Linked DNA regions of Sus scrofa: region 2 is linked to region 1. The links are chromatin contacts, called in public promoter capture Hi-C maps. All regions are on one chromosome and are shown on one strand. The core of a region is the stretch at or near the end of the contact, and the rest is flanking DNA. Distances in the headings are between cores, read along the strand shown. Region 1 holds the start of CDS2 (CDP-diacylglycerol synthase 2). Region 2 overlaps CDS2 (CDP-diacylglycerol synthase 2).

Region 1 (3,063 bases), core at 217-2,716:
CTAAAGCTTTTACTTCCAGAAGTCTGAACACCTGATCCCTGTTTACTACAGTAGTGACTTCAGAATTGTACCTGGCCTGAGCTCCATTAGCTCGTGAGGGCTGAGTGCAATGGATAAAAGGTTTGGGCCAAACTGTAGGGAGTTATAAACCCTGGTAGTTAAACTGTGCTTTCTGAATATACTTTCATAGAAGACAAGAAAATACAATGCCCTTGTCAGAATTCTCACTAATTTCCCAAACCCCACGGCGCACGTCAAAATTGTCAATACAAAATTGCAGCTCCCGTGTGTGCATATTTCTCTCTTCAACAACAATATGCTTAAGGGAAGAGACCCCATTTTAAAGTTGTTTTATATCATTTACAAGGCAGTAAACAGAAACCGCTGAAGGCAATGCTTGAGTAACAGATATTAACAATGAATTTAGGAAGGGCAGGAATCAGTACAGTGGTTAGAGTAGGCGCAAACAAATCTGTGTTCTGATTCTCAGTGGACACTTTTTAGCCATGAGACCTTGGCTAAATCATTTTCCTTTAGGAGAAACTTTAAATCTATTGAACAGGTATGTCAGGTACATAGGGGATCAGGATGTGAACAAAGTAGTCAGTATTCCTGTCCAAAAAAGGTCTTTCAATAGTACAGATGACAGAAAAGAAATCTGAATAATTGTGAAGTCTTATCTATAAAATGGAAATCATATCCACTTCCAAGTGTTGTGCAGATTAAATGGGATAAATTAAAAAGATCACATAGTATAATGCCCAGCATATAATTAACGCTCAGTAAGTGGTAGAAGATAATTTGGCAAGGCGAGGCAGGTTAAAGTTTGGCTTGAGCTCCTTCTCTAACACAGGTGGATTTCCCAGGCTTTTCCCCTCAGGTCCTAACTACTTAACTGTGCAAGGGAAGAGCCCCGGCTACAGAGGACAGGGAGCCGAGGTGAGCAAGCACAAGACAGGCTGGAGCCTGGGAGCTGCCACCCACGGCCCCTAGCTATCTGTTACCTCTAGGACCTAGGGTACCAGCTCTTGAGCTCCCATTGGCTAGTCTCTCTCGGACGCGCACGCCTTTCCACGCCCCGTCATGTTGCTATCCAGGGCACGCCCCCTCCATCCCGCTCTGCTTGCCCCGCCCCCAGCGCCCCTCCTCTCTGACGGGTTCGCGCCATTGGTGGATCTCTGTGGCCATGATGGCGGCGGTGCGCCTGCGCGCTGGTTCCGGGGCCCTCCCGAGAGAAGGAGCTAGCGGGCCAGGGCTGAGGAGGCTGATTGCGCTCAGCCCGGGTGAAAGGGCGGCTGCAGCACCGGGCGGGGCCGAGTTCCAGGACTGCAGGCCGGGCTGCCGTGGGGCCTGGGAGCCGCTGCGGAGCCGCGCGCTGCTCAGCCGAGGCGGGGCTGGAGCGCTGAGCTGCCGGCCCCAGCGGCTGCGGTACTCGCTCGCGGCGACCTAGCACCGGTGTCTCCAGCATGACGGAACTAAGGCAGAGGGTGGTCCACGACCCGGACGCACCGCCCGAGGACAAGGTAGCGGCAGCTTGGGCATCGGGTGGGCGCGGCTGGGCAGCGGCGTCCCCCGGAGGTCCGTGAGGGGAGCGCGCAGAGGGGTCATCTCTCCATCTGACTCTTTGGAGCGGCCGCCGGCGCCCCCTGGCCTGGTCGGCGCGGAGGGTCCTCGGTTGCGGAGCCCCGCTGTGCGCGCGCCAGGGTTCAGCAGGTCGGGGTCCCGGGGACCTGGCTCTGGAGTCCGGTTGGGGGTAGTATCTCTGGGGCGCGGGAAGGAGCGCGCGAGGGGTTGCGCACGTCCACCTGCCTCCCAGGGCTGGTGAGGGTACCCCACCAGCCCTCCACCTCCCCAAGGCCTTCCTGGGTGTGAAGACGTGGAGACCCCGCAAAGACTCCTCTGAGCGTGACCTCTGCTCTCCATTAAAATGTTTCTTGGATGTGGGGGGGGGTGTATCAAGACAAGGCCATGGGATTTGCTTGTTCGGAAGTTTGGATCCCTTCTGTTAGCTTTAGGTTAAATCTCTTGATTTTAAGCAGAGACGTTTCTTTAACTCGTGTGTATTTTCCCAATAGAAGGCTTGTATCTTGCTTCAAATGTGGGCGTTGATGGGGTAGAAGAGGAGGGTAGAAAAGAGGCCATCTTGGCAGGGACATAGCTGGGTGAGGGATGAGGGGCTAGACTCCTTTGATTGAAGTAAAAGGTAGGGGACTTGAGAAAGGTGAGTGGTTGTTACTTTGGACGTTGAATGACAGTATAAACTTCGTGGTAGTATTTCCAGCCTGGAGTTAGCAGTGATCAGGAGCAGTGCTTTTGGTAAATTGATCTGACAGTGATGTGTAGAGTGGACTGAGGGAGCGTGGACCAGAATGAGAGAGACTGGTTAACTCACAGGTTGCCAACTGGTGACCTACAGATGTTTTCTTTGGTCCCTATGTTGCATTAAACACCAGAGCGTTTCTCCCAACAATCCGAATTTATTCCTTGTCTTGGATAATTGGAAGATCTGCCATCACATTTCCACCTGAATTATTTGGCTGGGACAGCTGTTCCCACCCATCCTTGTTGCCCTACACCCGGCGTATAGTACCATTCCTGAGCTTTTTGTTTTTGATAACTGGAGGAAAGGAACACTAGGGAGATGGCAGGAAGGAAGAAAAGCACAAGATTTAGTGTCGGGGTGTCAAGAGAGCAATTACACTGGAAGGACTGTTTTGGGTGAAAGAAAAGGGATTTTAAACAGTTTTGTTTAAAACTCTCCATAATGATTTTTAGAATATGTTTTGGAGAAAATTTAGGGCTTGGGTGCAAGTTTAGGAGTCACTTAACGAATCCGACTAGGAACCATGAGGTTGCGGGTTCGGTCCCTGCCCTTCCTCAGTGGGTTAACGATCCGGCGTTGCCGTGAGCTGTGGTGTAGGTTGCAGACGCGGCTCGGATCCTGTGTTGCTGTGGCTCTGGCGTAGGCCGGTGGCTACAGCTCCGATTCGACCCCTAGCCTGGGAACCTCCATATGCCGCGGGAGCGGCCCAAGAAATAGCAAAAAGACCAAAAAAAAAAAAA
Region 2 (3,084 bases), core at 44-2,543, 51 kb after region 1:
CAGATTACTTCTTCACCCTAGTCCAGAGAGAGGAGCCTTTGCGGATTCTCAGTAAATACCACCGATTCATCTCCTTTACCCTTTATCTAACAGGTATGCATTAAGTGGCTCACCACTTCTTGTCCCTGTCTTGTTTTTGCAAGTCTGCTGAATTGAAGTTGGGGCATTTCTTGGTTGGTGTAAGGTTTTGATGACATGAACTCTGACCACACAGGGGAGCAGAGAGAGCCGAGGGCTTTGCCTTCCACGAGCCATAGCAATTCTTTACTAAGAGAAATGAAATAAGGGGCTCATGTAGTTGTAGGGCTGGAGTTTGCTGACCTTCCTTGCTGGCAGAGATTCTGATCGAAATAAAAACCACCCAGGAACTCGGGCATAAAAAGGGGCTTTGCAGTTTAGTGGAAATTTTACTGATTTGGGCTAAAAAGACCTGTGACTTCAGAGGAGCTAGGAGCTTACTCTTTGAGTCTCAGTTAGCTCTCCTGTAATGTAGAGCCAAAACAGCAGAGTTACCGTGAGGATTTGATCTTGACAAACAGTTTAAGTGCTCTGTCAATCTAAAACTCAAGACTGTGCAAGAGGTCTAGTAATGTGAGTGTTCTTCATGGTTGCCCGCAAAGCCCTTTTGAGGCATATGAGAAGTTTATTCTGACCTAAATTTCAGCCTGACCTATTTTTCATCAGCTTGCTAGCAACCCTTGGCTCTGTGAATGGCACCTGGCTATTAAAATAGGCTGCAGGGTTGGGGAAAGTCAGAGAGCCCGCCTCAGAGCTTAGGAGCAGCCCCACATAGGGAGGCCAGGGTCTCCAACAGGAATGTGCTCTTTTTTTGAGGGACACTTAGGGGTAAACGTCTCTTTTTTACCCGGGATTTTGGTCATACGGCCCAGTGGGAGAGAGATGCAAGGATGGCCTTGGCCCCATACCAGGTAGGTCCCTCTGCCAGACCTCTATGTTTGAGGACAGAGGTCAGCAAACTTTTTCTTAAAGGTCCAGATAATAAATATTATAGGTTTTTTTTTGCAGGGGGGTGGTCAGAGGGTCTCTGTTGCAGCACCTCAGTTCTGCTGCAAAGAAGCAGCCCTAGACAATATGTACACAAATAGGTGTGGCTGTGTTCCAATAAAATTTGTTTATAAAAACAGACAGCTGGCCTGACCATTGTTTGCCCCTACTCTAAGATCAAAAGCATTTCTATTGGGTGAACTGTGTCCTAAGTTCTGTGTAGTCTTCAAGATTTTAAAATACTGCCTTCCTCTGATTGTCTCGAAGGTTTTATTCCCTGGGGCTGTGGATTTGTGCCCTGGTTAACGGCTGCCAGGAAATTAGCAAAGGACCGCTTAACACAGCTAAAGACTAGGACAAAGATAAATGCGGAATGTGATTTATTTTTGCTCTTTGTCCTCAATCTAGGATTCTGCATGTTTGTGCTGAGTCTGGTCAAGAAGCATTATCGACTGCAATTTTACATGGTAAGGGAAATCTGTGCGTCATTGTCACAATTCCTGGCATATATGAAATTATGCAGAAATTCCACAGGCCCCTTATCCTTTCTGTGATAAATCAGCCCTGGAATGTAGTCTGTTCTTGTGCATCTAGAACCTAGAGGATGAAGGAGGCATCCTCACTGAGCCAATCACTGTTACATCATTTACACCCTAAGCAATCTCTCTACTGGACCTCAGGGTGGCCTGAGGTCAGTAAGACTCAAGGTGAAGCTTCAGGCGTTGCCCACAGATATCCTACCTGCTATGTACTCCCTCAACTTGAGAACATACCCTCTCTGAGTGTCCCAAGCAAAAGCAAAAAACAAAAAACTTACTAAGAAAACACAAGTACCTGGGCTTTTGGAGCATAGAAGGACCAACTAGTGAGCCATGTGGGCTCTGCTTTTGATGGGACCTATAGCTAGGAAACATGGTCAATCCTAGAGGCCTGTTCTATACCTTTTCTTTTTTTTTTTTAACTCAATAAATTTTATTATATTTATAATTGAACAATGATCATCATAACCCAGTTTTATAGAATTTCCATCCCAAACCCCCAGCACATTCCCCCCACCCCCAATCTATCTCCTTTGGTAACCATAAGTTTTTCAAAGTCTGCGAGTTAGTATCTATTCTACAAAGAAGTTCATTGTATCCTTTTCTAAATTTCCACATATAAGGGAGAACATATGACATTTGTGTCTGTCTAACTTCGCTTAGCATGATAATTTCTAGGTCCATCTGTGTTGCTGTAATGCCATTATTTCGTTCCTTTTTATGGATGAGTAGTAGTCCATTGCGTATATGTACCATATCTTCTTTTTCCACTCCTCTGTCCATAGGCATTTAGGTTGCTTCCATGTCTTGGCTATTGTGTATAGTGCTGCAACGAACATTGGGGTGTATGTAACTTTTCGAGTCATGGTTTACTCTGGATAGATGCCCAGGAGTAGGTATACCTTTTCACTTCCAGTAAGATAGGTACGGAAACAAGTCTCTCTCCTACCTGTTTCTCAGCAATTTCCTATTTGGTATTAACTGTTCCAGGGTAAACTGATACACTTTATTCCTCATCTTCTTTTTGCAGTTTGGCTGGACCCATGTAACATTACTGATTGTTGTAACCCAGTCGCATCTCGTTATCCACAACCTGTTTGAAGGCATGATCTGGTGAGTGATGTCAGTGAGGGGTGGTCTTCCTTTTATTTTGCGGGTGTTCTTTTGAATAGGTGGGCTCAGAAATCCTGATTACTGTCCAAGCCAGGGGCTCTCACCTGAGCTACATCGGCATACCCCACAGGCCTGGTTACTGCACAGATTGCTGACCCCCCACTCCTGAGTTTCTGCTTCAGTAGATGTCAGGTGGGGCCTGATAACTTGAGTTTCTAGTACTTTCCCAATTGATGCTTATGCTGCTGGTGAGGACCTACACTTTGAGAACCACCATTATAGACTAAGGTATATAGGGATATTTAAAGAATCAAAGACAGTGCAACTGTATGGCAACAAATTTGAAAATCTAGAAGGAAAAGAATCATGATTTCCTGGCAAGAGGTCAGTGACTAAAAGTCATAAAGAAGAAAACTTGACTAGATCA

Evidence for each region. Promoter capture Hi-C pulls out the DNA fragments that hold promoters and counts their contacts.
Region 2: a contact with region 1 is called in a promoter capture Hi-C map of liver, with 2.4 times the contacts expected there. The contact joins the enhancer-like site here to the promoter of CDS2 in region 1. A contact is called at or near these places in 1 of 5 promoter capture datasets (liver), 13 of 47 Hi-C or Micro-C datasets (alveolar macrophages, blood, embryonic fibroblasts and 5 more) and 2 of 2 datasets of contacts at active chromatin or transcription factors (alveolar macrophages and skeletal muscle).

What each region holds. Positions count from the first base shown.
Region 1 is chr17:14,150,344-14,153,406 of Sscrofa11.1, forward strand. It overlaps CDS2 (CDP-diacylglycerol synthase 2), which reads left to right and starts at 1,467. Exons shown (of 13, transcript NM_001166673.1): 1 at 1,467-1,523. The coding sequence starts at 1,467.
Region 2 is chr17:14,201,153-14,204,236 of Sscrofa11.1, forward strand. CDS2 (CDP-diacylglycerol synthase 2) reads left to right here. Exons shown (of 13, transcript NM_001166673.1): 5 at 1-93; 6 at 1,414-1,472; 7 at 2,575-2,657. Among named protein-coding and RNA genes, the nearest start is that of CDS2, 51 kb to the left of the region's middle. Within about 2 kb of position 1,294, at least 7 of the 83 cell types and tissues checked have an H3K27ac peak or open chromatin away from gene starts, as enhancers often do. A contact at or near this core is called in liver, where this site is marked.